2 separate regions of the Ovis aries genome follow, and region 1 is linked to region 2. Evidence: chromatin contacts called from public Hi-C data. All regions are on one chromosome and are shown on one strand. The core of a region is the stretch at or near the end of the contact, and the rest is flanking DNA. Distances in the headings are between cores, read along the strand shown.

Evidence for each region. A called contact is a pair of places that touch in the nucleus more often than the background predicts.
Region 1: a contact with region 2 is called in a Hi-C map of tail adipose tissue, with 4 times the contacts expected there. The contact joins the enhancer-like site here to the promoter of CLDN1 in region 2. A contact is called at or near these places in 6 of 16 Hi-C or Micro-C datasets (liver, mixed tissues, omental adipose tissue and 2 more).

What each region holds. Positions count from the first base shown.
Region 1 is chr1:197,917,571-197,924,730 of ARS-UI_Ramb_v3.0, forward strand. No RefSeq gene overlaps it. Among named protein-coding and RNA genes, the nearest start is that of CLDN1, 69 kb to the left of the region's middle. Within about 2 kb of position 1,686, at least 3 of the 54 cell types and tissues checked have an H3K27ac peak or open chromatin away from gene starts, as enhancers often do.
Region 2 is chr1:197,848,740-197,855,762 of ARS-UI_Ramb_v3.0, forward strand. CLDN1 (claudin 1) reads left to right here and starts at 3,681. Exons shown (of 4, transcript NM_001185016.1): 1 at 3,681-3,903. The coding sequence starts at 3,681. It overlaps CLDN16 (claudin 16), which reads right to left and starts at 3,352. Exons shown (of 6, transcript XM_060419381.1): 1 at 3,263-3,352.

The DNA.
Region 1 (7,160 bases), core at 436-2,935, 67 kb after region 2:
ATTTCCCCTGTGACCAGCTTGGCACAGACCAAAAGGGTCTGACCGTGCCACCAAAGGAAGTAGTTCTTCGTCTGCTTGTCTGAGGTTTCCCGTATCATGAGGGAGGGTTTCATGAGTGGGTGCTTTAGATAAATCAGTGGATCTTTAAGTCAGAAAGGACTGCTGGACATTACATCCACTTTCAAAAAGGGTCTTCATACAACATATCAGAGAGAGAGATGCAACAAAACAGACCTACAGCGGGAGAAGCACAAACATTCCAATCAGAAAGCTGACATCTAAATTCCTCAGTTACCACACTGAGCCATGTCACTGCCTTAACTTCTCTTACTCTTGAATAGGGGGTGTGGGGAGGACAAGGTATTCATACTATTTTTAAAACAATAGTCTCAAGAATCAAATGATGCAATGTATCTGATAATGTTTCATAGGCTAGTGGGTCTCAAACTTTAATGTGAGTACAAATCACCAAGGATCTTGTCAAAAATGAAGATTCTGGGACAAATCTGGGGCAGGGCTGGGGCGTTTACATTTCTAACAGGCTTCTGAGTGGTATTATCTTCTGGCTGGTCTGTAGAGCTCATTTCTTTTTTCAAACTTTAAACTTTTTATTTTGTATTAGGCTGGTGCTTCCTTGGTTGCTCAGATATTAAAGAATCTGCCTGCAAAGTGGGAGACCCAGGTTCAGTCCCTGGGTTGGGAAGATCTGCTGGAGGAAGAAATGGCAACTCACTCCAGTATTCTTGTCTGGAAAATCCCATGGGCAGAGGAGCTTGGCGGGCTACAGTCCTTGTGGCTGCCTAGAGTCAGACGTGAATGAGTGACTAACACTTTCACTTTCACAGCTGATTAACAATGTTCTGATAATTTCAGGTGAAAAGCAAGGGACTCAGCCATGCATACCCAGGTATCCATTCTCCCTCAAACATTTTTAATAGCATATCATTAGAGATTGAAGTGTCACACAGTAATTGGTTGTTGTTATTTCAATAAGTTTTCAGAGAAGGATGTTCTTCAGTCTTTACATTAAAAAAAATTTAATTCACCAAGTCCTATTCCAACCCTCCACATATCCAACAATTCTAAGAAAGCTTATTTAATATAGTGACTCCTGCCCAAAAGGTCAATCAGCAGTTTCACTGAAGAGTAGGCTTATGGGAAAATGACTTTTTTTACTCCATCTTTATGTTCACTGGTTTCACATTTATCTCTATGCACGTCAGACGTTTGTGAATTGTGATGACACAAAAAGATTAAGTACTTGCTAAGCTGCAAAAGATAATTGGAGGACATTTTATACAAGGATCCCTTGAAAATCAATACACAGTATTTGCATATAGTGTATATCAATATAATGTATGTGTGCTCAGTTATTTCAGTTGTGTTCAACTCTCTGCAACCCCATGGACCATGGCCCGCCAGGCTCCTCTGTCCATGGGATTCTCCAGGCAAGAATACTGGAGTGGGTTGCCATTTCCTTATCCAGTAATGTATACATTTGTGTAATATTTTATATAATTTAACATTTTCAGGGTACTTTCACATATGTTGCTCCATCATTAATTCTTTGCAGAAAGGTAGGCTGGGCGGGTCCCATTTGGCGCATTTTATAGATGACGAAACTGGAACACAGAGAAAAGAAGTGAGTTGCTCAAGATAGTACTCATACAGTTGCTGCAACTCTGAGGTAAAGCCCAGTTCTCCAAAATTTTAATTCAGTGCTCTTTCCTTTGTCTCCCTGTCCACAGCACTTACCATATTGACAAAATGTTAGGGTTTGGCTTGTTGAAGCCCAGATATGAGAAAGGTATCCACATGTTAAACGTTTTAGACAGTACAGATTTGGTTACTGTGGATACCTCGTCAGCAGTGAGCCCATAAACATGGATATCTCTCATTGTGATCAGAAGAAAACCTGCTCCAACGTGGAATTTTCGGATGATTCATTTGCTTGTTTAATTCTCAGCCAAGAATGCAATGCCCTACTCCTTTTGGAATGTTTACAGATGAGAGTTAGAGCTTGGGGGTGGAGGACAACCTGACTACTACAATCATCCTAAGTAGGTGATTGGTTTTCTACTAAAAAAATATTCTTACCTTTCTTCTTACTTCCTCTATGATATGTCCTTGGCCATGCCAACTCAAAGCGATCTCAATCGCTCTCTTTCTCTTTTAGTGTTAACAACCTCATGAGAAACACTTATGAGGCATCTGGAATTATAATTGATGTTTTGCCTATAGTGATGTTTCACTCAGGGACGTGTGTGTGTGTGTGTTCACTGCCAAATGAAATTGGGAATCCTTCAAGGGCAAGGACAAACATGTTCCATGCTTTGTCTTATACAGAATGATGGAAATAAGAAATGGAGGTACAAAGCGAACACTATATTGAATTTGGAGTCAGATGATCTGGATCAATTTGTCATTAGCCGTGTGACCTTAAACAAGATACTATTGATATTGATACAGTATCAATCTCATACCTTAAACAAGATACACTTTGATCTAGAAAATGAGAATATTAGCGCTTATACCACTGTCATGAGAAATAAATGAAATACTATGTGTGAAAATAAAAGTGCTTTGCAAATTTGTAAGAGCTATATTAGTTTAAACAATATATTTGTATTTACTTTAAGAATGATATAGATTAAATTTGAGGAATCTACTGCGAACTCTAGTCTTAAACAAGTGAATTTGCTTCACACTTCACCCATAAAATGTTTTATATCTCAATGTCCCTCTATTCAAAGAAATATAGCCAAATGTAAACAATATTATTAAAATTTTTCTTTTCCAAAACTGGGCATGATAAAAGATTTATGATTCAAGAGAAGTTGATATAACCCAGATGCTAAAAATGTTCATTAAGATCTGCCAACTTTGTAGTTTCATGGAATTCAGATAGTAGGAGTTACATTTTGGCTTAGGAAATTCCCTTTTAAATTCTCAGCATGTTGCACAAATGTTAAGTGAAATAGCATAACTACCAAAACCTCTAAGGGTAGGAAAATGATTCACTCTCTAGAATAAGGGTGCTAATGTAAGCAGAACTCACATACTTACTAGCTGCTCTGAACACACTTGTAAAAACCCAAACCTATCATTCTCTTCCTATTTATCCACTTTCTGTTGGTACCGCATCAAAATACTTCCTGTTTCTGGTCTTGAGACAATTTCAAAGCATACCTTCTCCTTTTTCTTACCCCATCACACACATAATAATTGTTCCTACCCATTTTAATACCTATTATGTTTCTGGAGCTGTACCAGTGCTCTTTATTATCTATAAGCTTCAAATACGTCTTGCAAGAAGGTTTCATTGTTCCCCTGTTATAAAAACCAACATCGCAAGACTCTTAAGTACATTGTTTCCAGCCCTTCTGTGGATCAGCAGATGACAAGTCAAACTGGGTCCCTGTGGTTCTTCACCTCTGCTCTTACCAGTAAGAAGCACAGATCAAGTCTCAACTCTCTTCTATCAAAATATTTTACATTAATCACGTAGGCAATTTTCAAAATGTTTTCAATCATTCGCATCTACCTGTAGATATCTTTCAAATGAAATTATGAAGATATTGAACATCATCCAAACAAGTACTTTTTGAATTAAATTGGAAACCCTAGATAATATAAAAATAAGCTGGAATCAAGAATGCTGGGAGAAATATCAATAACCTCAGATATGCAGATGACACCACCCTTATGGCAGAAAGTGAAGAAGAACTAAAGAGCTTCTTGATGAAAGTGAAAGAGGAGAGTGAATAAGCTGGCTTAAAGCTCAGCGTTCAGAAAACTAAGATCATGGCATCTGGTCCTATCACGTCACGGCAAATAGATGGGGAAACAGTGGAAACAGAAGTTGACTATTTTTCTGGGCTCCAAAATCACTGCAGATGGTGATTGCAGCCATGAAATAAAAGATGCTTACTCTTGGAAGGAAAGTTATGACCAACCTAGACAGCATATTGAAAAGCAGAGACATTACTTAGCCAACAAAGTTCTGTCTAGTCAAGGCTATGGTTTTTCCAGTGGTCATGTATAGATGTGAGAGTTGGACTATCAAGAAAGCTGAGCACAGAAGAATTGATGCTTTTGAACTGTGGTGTTGGAGAAGATTTTTGAGAGTCCCTTGGGCTGGAAGGAGCTCCAACCAGTCCATCCTAAAGGAGATCAGTCCTGGGTGTTCATTGGAAGGACTGTTGTTGAAGCTGAAGCTCCAATACTTTGGCCATCTGATGCAAAGAGGTGACTCATTTGAAAAGACCCTGATGCTGGGAAAGATTAAGGGCAGGAGGAGAAGGGGACAACAGAGGATGAGATGGTTGGGTGGCATCATCGACTCAATGGACATGGGTTTGGGTGAGTCTGGGAGTTGGTGATGGACAGGGAGGCCTGGCGTGCTGCGGTTCCTGGGGTTGCAGAGTCAGACACGACTGAGCGACTGAACTGAACCGAAATGAAGAAACTGCAGCATAATGAACTGAGTAGTGGCATCATTCCTATACACCAAAATACTTTTTTAAAGAAGGAACTGGCTTAGTAAAAAAAAAAAAAAGAAGAAGAAAAATAAATACTGGATTATGAAGCAAAATCTCCAAGATCCAGTCATTGCTCTACAAGTGACTTTCTATGAGATAGTTAATAATTATCTTCTCCTTCAGACCTCAAGTTTCCCATTTGTGACTTGAGGAAGTTCTTTGAAGTGTGTCACTAACATATGACCAACTGTCCTGTGGCATTAGCTTGCCCAGCCTTATCCCCGACCATTCCACCCACACGTCCCCATCATGTATTTCCTCTTTTTCCAATGTAGACTTACTTGGCATATACTACCTGACTCAGAAATGCCTTAGTCTACCAATACAACACCCACACTATTTTAACTTAATTTTGTTCTCTAAATTAATTTGCAAAACTTCAGCTTTGTTCTAACTAATCGTGTCTATGAATTCACACATTCAGAAAAAATGCTTTCTAATACTTGTGAAACTTAATGGATAACTTAAATCATTTTTTAATCCCTGTACCCCAAATCTTGTATATATTCCATTATAAGCAAATCAGACCTTGGGAAATTCAAACTTTCCTTTGGGATTCCATAAAGATATTTGTTCTAATTTCAGAGAGCTGTGAGACAAAGTCCAGCTGGGAATGGAGCCAGCACCCGTTACTATCCTCTCCCAGTGTTAGGCACTTTTTCAATATCTATCCAAGTCACCAGGTTGACCCATTTACTTACTCCATCTTGAAATCTTCTACCACTACCTGGCCTCATCTTTCTGAATTCTTTTCTGTGTCCCATGCTTGGACAAATTTCCTTTCATGACCGAACACAGAAAAGACGAAAAACACACCAAGTTGTGACTTAATATAACATGGTTTTAGTAGTGTCCAGCCTACCATCTCCTTGACAAAAAAAGGTATTATCTTATCCAAACTGCATTTTCTCCTTCTGGATATCAGAATGGCCTGAACTGCTCAGCATGGTCTATCAGACCCTCTTAGAGATCATTCCTACCTTGGGTCCCTGGGCATCATGACCTTGAGCAAGATCACTGTGTTGTTTGATTTTTTCCCCCCTTTCTGGTTTCTTGATTGTAAGGTGGATATAAACACAACTGGAAGTTAGACTGAACTGGGCTTCAGTCTTAGATCAACCACATAATGGTCATGTGTCATGAACAAGTGACTGAAGGACCCTATGTCCCAGATAATTTACATGTGAAATAGGAAAACTATCTTAAAAGTGACTTTTTATGAGATTTAAATGAGGCAATGTGGTTAAAATATCCAGCATAACATGTGGTAGCATTGTTATCAAATGCCATTTCCACTTTCAGTATCTGAAATATAGTTATGATCTGGCTATTATGATTGTTTCTAGCCTGAGAATATTTGGCTTCTTTAGCGACATTTAAACTATATTTCTATTTGCCCCCATGGAGATACACTGTCCCCATGAAGGCCTCTTTACTATACAGCAACTTCCTTGGCAAGACAGTCATATCAAAACCTGATTTCTGAGAGACTTTCCATTTTCTTCCTGTTTCAGGCCTATGGGAAGCTAATTTAAAAGCAGAACTGATACGACTTACTCTAAATGTCTAAATGCTTTCTGGCTTGAAAATCCATGCCTTTTTTCTAATAACCTATGTAAGCATTCAGTCACTACTACTCACAAGAGACAAAATAATTTACCTGTTTATTCATTGCAATATTTAGCAAAATGTTGATATTTATCAGCACATATGTAACAGATGCAAAGAGATTCATAATTCCACTCTGTTTTTTCTTTTACACATTTCTTTTTTAAAATTGAAGTATAGTCAATTTACAGTGTTGTATTAGTTTCAGGAACATAGCAAAGTGATTCAGTTACACGTAATACATATATATCACTTTTTAGCAGATCATTTTTACTTTACTGGTTATCACAAACTATTGAGGATAGTTCCTTGTGCTATACAGTAGGTCCTTGTTAGTTACTTATTTTATATGTAGTAGTGTTATCCATCCTCACCCTTTTCCCTTTGGTAACCATAAGTTTGTTTCCTATGCCTGTGAGTCCATTTGTTTTGTAAAAAGTTCATTTGTATTATTGTTCTTTAGATGTCGCGCACAAGTGATATCATATTATATTTGTCTTTTCCCGTCTGGTTAGTTCGCTTAGTGTGATAATCTTTAGGTCCATCCATGTTGCTGCAATGGCACTATTTCATTCTTTTCTATGGCTGAATAATATTCCATTGTGTAACTATACCACATCTTTATCCATTCAAATAAAATCTGAGGGAGAGGGTATGGAGGAAAAGGAATCTTCCTACACTGTTGTTGGAAATGTAAAATTGGTACGGCCACTATAGAGAACAGTAAGGCGGCTCCTTAAAAGACTAAATCTAGAGCTACCATATGATCCACCAATTCCACTCCTGCGCATATCTTTGGAGAAAACCATCCTGTGGAATGAGTCCATCTCTGTGCAGCCACAAAGGTGTAAGTATTGTGTACAGTGTTTCTATAATAGCCTTGGAGTTTTTTGTTTTTCCAGTGAGGTTTGTTCCACCACCATTTTTAAGTTCCTCAAGAACGAAGATGATTTTCCCACTTCCTTAATCATTTGCCACAAAATCAAAAGCAATGTCTTTTGCAATGTGGGA
Region 2 (7,023 bases), core at 2,431-4,930:
TTTTTGTATAGTTCTTCTGTGTATTCTTGCCACCTCTCCTTAATATCTTTTGCTTCTGTTAAGTCCCTACTATTTCTGTCCTTTATTGAGCCCATCTTTGCATGAAATGTTCCCTTGGTATCTCTAATTTTCTTAAAGAGATCTCTAGTCTTTCCCATTCTATTGTTTTCTTTCTTTTCATTGATCACCGAGAAAGGCTTTCTTATCTCTCCTTGCTATTCTTTGGAACTCTGCATTCAAATGGGTATATCTTTCCTTTTCTCCTTTGCTTTTTGCCTCTCTTCTTTTCACAGCTATTTGTAAGGCCTCCTCAGACAGCCATTTTGCTTTTTGCATTTCTTTTTCTTGGGGATGGTCTTGATCCCTGTCTCCTGTACAATGTCACGAACCTCTGTCCATAGTTCATCAGGCACTCTGTCTATCAGATCTAGTCCCTTAAATCTATTTCTCACTTCCACTATATAGTCATAAGGGATTTGATTTAGGTCATACCTGAATGGTCACCTCACATAGGAGTTGGTATATATAAACCTCTGTTTATACTTCATATCTAAAGACCAATGTCTGTAAGTTGTTTTTCCTCTTTAAGTTGATGGATTTCTGGTGAACCATTATCTCACTATTTGCTCTGAGGGAAGGACAAGAAACTAGACAGGATTAGATATGCCAGAGATGGCATGGATCACAGTGGAGTAAACAGCATCAACCACAGCCTCACAAATATGCCGTGGGTAATGAAGTAATCAGTCTCACACAGACCTGGACTAAAAAAACAAAAAACATGCGGCCATACTGACCACAGAGTTCATCCCTTTAATTCCCTGACAACTGTAGGTTGATAAAAACAGGTCCTGAAGTGAAGTGAAGTGAAGTGAAGCCGCTCAGTCGTCTCCGACTCTTTGCGACCCCATGGACTGTAGCCTACCAGGCTCCTCCGTCCATGGGATTTTCCAGGCAAGAGTGCTGGAGTGGGTTGCCATTTCCTTCTCCAACTCTAATCTAAAAAACAAAGACAAAAATTTAATAGTCTTAATTCTGAATTGACTGGAACAAAAAGATAAGACTATTTGATTCACATGATGGTAGTCTAGTCCTAAGCAAAGTCTGAGAACCTCTCCTGAGCTTAACAGTCCTGGGGAATAAATAAATCAAATGTGATTGATATCTCTCACAGGACCCTACAGAACATTCATCTGGGTATAGAAAGAATTAATAACTGTGGGCCCAGACTCTGAGGACTTAGCCTGGATGTGGTCCTGCCTTACAGATCAGCCTGAGAGCCTTCCCAGGGTCTGAAGAGGCTTTCAGATAAGGAAGGACACCACTTGCTTAATTCCTGCTTATCCCAAATTAAATCTCTTCATCTAGCTTATGCGTTATCCTTTTCATTGGTGGTGGCGGTGGTTTAGTTGCTAAGTTGTGTCCAATCCTATTGAGATCCCAAGGACTGTAGCCTACCAAGCTCCTCTGTCCATGTGATTTACCAGGCAAGAATACTGAAATGGGTTGCCATTTCCTTCTCCAGGGGATCTGCCTGACCCAGGGTTCAAACCTGCATTTCCTACATTGCAGGATGATTCTTTACTACTAAGCCACCAAGGAAGCCCACCCTCTTCATTACGAGTCCTTAAATCTCCATGCAGACTTGTCCTTTGAATTTAAATCTTCCTAAGGTATCTGATGATAGCCAGGTGGAAATGAGGGTGGTGGGGCTTGGGGGTTTTTGTTTTTCTATATTTTTTTTAGAAGTGTAGTTTTAGTCTCACAGCAAGATTGAGCAGAAGGTGCAGAGATTCCCATATTCTGTCTCACCTCACACATGCATAGCTTCCCTTCCTGCACCACCAACATTCCCCCAAATGGCAGAGTTCTCTTCACCCCTCTCAATCACACTATGAAAAATTTTTTAACTCCCTCCTTAATACAAACTGGCAGTTGCCATAGGAAATTTTGAAACATATCTTGTTTTCCCTTTTGCAAGTTTATTTCTGCCTGGGAGGTGCTTCTGTTTTTATTAAAACCATAAAAGCTTCTCCTCCCACCACACTGACACCACACACACAAAGAGGTTGAGAAAACATTTTAATTATTCCAAACCACAGCATCTGAGGTACACTTCTGAGTAACTACAAAGAAGGAAGCTTTAGAGACCCACAGAGCAAAAGTAAAGGCTAACTAAACTAAAATCTGAGATTCTGGCCACATCCAGTCACACTGCAAAAGCCAGAACTTGGACTTCTAATCCCAGGACAGGTCTCTTTCTATGTGGGGGGAGAGGGTGTACTTTTTAGATGCTGTCACCTCTGATGAATAACATCAGAGAAACACCCTTTGGAGGGGCAGAGGCAGGGGCCTGGGTGGCTGGGTCCCTCTGAGAATGAATCACTGCTCTAAGACAAAGTGCTGTGAGAAAGAGGGTGATGATGATGATGTGTGCGTGTGTTCAAGTGTAGGAATGGTGGAAGGTAGGCTGGGTGTGGGTGTGGGTGTGTACAAGTGTAGGGGTAGGGGTGGGTAGGCTGTATTTCCATAAGGATGGGTGTGTGTGTTCAGTCAAGTCCTACTCACTGAGGTACTTTTTGAGACCCCATAATCTATAACCAACTCAGCTCCTCTGTCCATACAATTTTCCAAGCAAGAAAGCCAGAGTGAGTTGCCATTTCCTTCTCCAGGGGATCTTTCAGACCCAGGGACTGAACCCGTGCCTCTTGCCTTTCCTGCATTGGCAGGCAGATTTTTTTTACTGCTGCGCCACCAGGGAAGCTCAAAGGACATATATTTCGGTCAAGCTAAGATGTAGTTGGGCAGAGTGGGCTGAGAACCAGAGTACTGCATATGCTATCAACTTGCTCTATGGTCTTACGGAAATCACGTTTCCTCTCTGGGTCTCCGTTTCCTAATAAATAAAGTATCAACATTTCTTTTATGATTCTAGGAGAGATCTCGAATGGAAGAAAGGGCATTGGGAGGAAAGGAAAACGGGGAGGAGGCTGAACGGAAAGGGAGGAAAGTGTGTGAGGGAGGTTAGAGGGGTGGTGAGCCATAGAAATGTCTTTTAATCAGCGAGGAAAAAGTCGAAAACGAAACTGTGCGTCTCTTGAGGTCTTAATTTTTCATCTTGGCATTTTTTAGTGTTTAGTCATACTTAGTCATTTTTGGATAAATGTGGATTGAATGAACGGAAAGCCTGGGAAGGCTCACAGAGGAAAAGGGCAAGAGGAGAAAAGAGAGGAAATGAGCAGCACCGGGACACGATGCGTACCTGATCCTTCTCGCGTCCCCACTTGGCTGGCAGAACCTTCCCGCCAGAGTTCGGCCCCATCTCGGGCTCCCGCGCTCCCTCTCGCTTTCCAGCAACCCGCCCGGAAACCGCCAGAGGGCGCTGCGCTCCTGGGCGGCGCTGCGCTCCTGGGCGGAGCTGCTTTAAATCGCGGCGCCCAGCGGGTCTGCATCTCAGTCGCGGTCCGGGAGCAGCCTCAGCTTCTCGCCTCCGAACCGCAGCGCCGACCAAGAGGCGGACCCGGTCCCAGAGCTTCTCCGACGTCAGCGCAGGGGGCAGGGTTACCTGCAATAACTTCCTCCGCTAGGCTCCGTCACCCTCGGGAGTCCCGGGTGAGCACCTGCAAACTCCGCCTTGTGCACCTGCTGCCCCTGAGCCAGCGCGGGCGCCCGAGCGAGTCATGGCCAACGCGGGGTTGCAGCTGCTGGGCTTCATCCTGGCGTTTCTGGGCTGGATCGGCTCCATCGTCAGCACGGCGCTGCCCCAGTGGAAGGTTTACTCCTATGCTAGTGACAACATCGTGACGGCCCAGGCCATCTACGAGGGGCTGTGGATGTCGTGCGTGTCGCAGAGCACCGGGCAGATCCAGTGCAAAGTCTTCGACTCCTTGCTGAATCTGAACAGTGAGTGCCTTCCCCACTCCCCAGTTGTGGCTCAGGGTGGTGTAATGTTAATCGTTCAATCGTGTCCAACTCTTTGTAACCCCACAGACTGTAGCCCGCTAGGCTCCTCTGTCCATGGGCTTCTCCAGGCAAGAATACTGGAGTGCGTCGCCATTTCCTCCTCCAGAGGATCTTCCCCACCCAGAGATCGAACCCGGGCCTTCTTCATTGCCGGCAGATTCTTTGCTGTCTGAGTTACAGGGACCCAACCCCAAATGGCTCTCTTTTGGAGTAGTAGCTATCAAAAGGTTCTGTTGTGTGATTACATGTCTGTCAACCTTCAGTGGATCAAGTCTTCTGACCATGTGCCCCGCCATAAGGTAGTAGAGGGAACCGTGGTTTGGGGAAAGGGCCAACCAGACCTAAGCTCTAATTTTTCCTCTAACTCCCTAGGTGACACTCTTCTCAAGGTGTGAGTTTCAGCTTACATACCCATGAGTGGGGTGGCAATTGAGCGAGTGGGAGCCAAACTCGAATTTGAGCTCTTAGGCCTTTCCTGGACATTCTCAGATTCTGTGAAAATTGAAGAACTGTAGGGTTAGGACAAGAAAATGATGTGCCTTGAAAAATCTGGAGTCCGAAAGCTTCTCCAGCTTGTAAAATTAAATAGATAATGCCAGTTATTAGATATAACTTTTTTCTCTATCTTTACTATGAGTTATCATGAGAAGAAATCAGAGTCCTACATAGACTGTCTCAACCTAGTGTCTTCTCACACTTGAGTTTGAATCTCCTGATTCTTTTGACTTCTAAGATCCAGTTAGTGTGAAGGGGGCTTCCCCAGTGGCTCAGTGGTAAACAATCCGCCTGTAGTGCAGGAGACCTGGGTTCTATCCCTGGGTCAGGAAGATCCTCTGGAGAAGGAAATGGCAATCCACTCCAGTATTCTTGCCTGGAGAATCCCATGGACAGAAGAGCCTGGCAGCCTACAGTCCATGGGGCTGCAGATTCTCAGATATGACTGAGGGACTAAACAAGTGTGAGGAAGTCTTTCCCTCCAGTGACTCCTTGAAGAAGTAAGTCTCTAAAGATTCCCCAGAAGGTTTAGCTCTCAGACCAGGAGTCTTCAGAGGAGGAGATTGTATAGTCTTATTTTGGAAAGTGAAGGTGGGTGGCAGGTGGAAAAAGGATGAGAAGAAAGAGAAGTTCAAAATTACCTCTCTCCGTTATATAAAGGGGAAAATGAAGCTAAGGAGATACAGCTGATGAATGCAGAGATTGGGAGAGAGAGGGCAGGTCTTCTCTGAGTTTCTGTCTTCCACAGAGGAATTTCTATGTAACAAATGTTGGCTTCTTTCTTTCATAAGTTTGGACAGGATTATGTAGAGAGAAATAGTCCTAGATGTGATGGAGAGAAGAGTGACAGGATGGATTTTTTCTTTTATTGTTTTTTAAAACAAAAACTTCTGAGTGTTTTGTCAGAAATTCATTAAATTCCTGCTTACTTAGGTAACAACAATTCATGGCTAGAGTAGCTTCCTTGAGATATGACATTAGTTGTCCTGAACTTGTGTCTGTCATGCACTTGAACTAACTTGAATAAAAGCTTCCTTAGCCTTTGCCTAGACAAACAAGCCTGCCCACCAGTCCCCTTTGTGTGCTGACGGTAAGCAGTGTTCAAGTCGTCGCTCAAGTTTACTTCAGTTGCTTTGTCCACCTCCTGTGTGTGGTTTTGTCAAAAGCCATGCCCTTTAGAGTTGTTCACTCTGTTTCGAATCTGTTTAAAACTCTCGAGTACCTGTGGAATTTGTGAGTCAGTGTACACATGGCGGTTTTTAGTGTTGCCATCTCAGCTTTTCAGAGTTCCCATATTAGGATTCTTTCATACCAAATATAAGGAGTACATTAAGTATATGACTTTATATAATCATCGAATCTCCTCATGGATGGATAAATACGTGTAAGGAATTGTACAGCATCTGGCATGTCAGATTGAAGAACTGGCAGATGGAGATGGTTGTAAGGACAATTCCAGATAGATCTCTGATTCCTCTGATCAGAATGATTCATTTTCTTATTTTTAAGTATCTTTCAAGTTATGTTTATTCAGCTGCCCTGGATCTCAGTTGTGCCACTCAGGATCTTCAATCTTTTGGGGGGCATCTTGGATCTTTTACTTGTGGTATGTAGGATCTAGTTCCCTGACCAGGAATCGAACCTGGCTCCCCTGCACTGGGAGTGCAGTCTTGGCCACTGGACCACCAGGGAAATACTAGTAGTTCATTTTCAACATGTGCAAATAGACTTACCTTCCTTAAACAGCCAAATGAAATCAGATCAATCCATGTTGTAAATACCAAAATAGGTTATTCCTACACATGAAGATGTGTTAAAATGTTTTATTTTCATTTATACCTAACATAACTGTTATGATTTTTAAAGCTGTGGTGGAAGATCGGAACACTACCTTTCCTCTACCCATTTTGGAGATTGCTTTCTGATTTTTTTTTTTAACTCCATGTCTATTCCTATTTTCCTGTTGGTTAATGCCAGAGTTTATCAAAGGTGGGGCTGAGGCCTTTCTCTCAAAACTGACTCTCAGAAGAGAGAGCCTTGACTCACAGGTATACTTCCCAACCTGCCAGTGACTCACTAGATGCCTTTGGATGGAGCCCAGAGGACCTACCTGTCTCTGTTTCTCCACCTGGACAGTTGTGCTCATGCCCACCTGATGTAGAGACCTGGGAGGTGATTCATTGGCTGTTTTTGGTTTAGTACCGTGATATCCAGAGGTGAACGGGCTTATCTGTACATATAATTAGTGTTCCTTGAAACAAGTTGCACTCCACAAAGTGCTTTTAGGTGAAAAACTTAGAAGTTGCTTAAAATTGTAGCTTGTCTCTTTGCCAGTGGAGCCCACTTGGCAATTTAGGGCTCAGATTCTGGGATTTATAAAGGTTATAGCACTAGATGTGTTAAAATCCCTGGTTCCCCTTCTCTAACTGGTGTCAGCTGCAAAGAGCTCATGGCAGTGTCTAAAGGGATACAGTGCGCTTAAGGCAATGTCAAAAGTGAGACGCAGCAAGGCTTCTTTACATGGTTCTTGCAAAGCAGTTTATGAAAATGTAACTGGGGAACTTC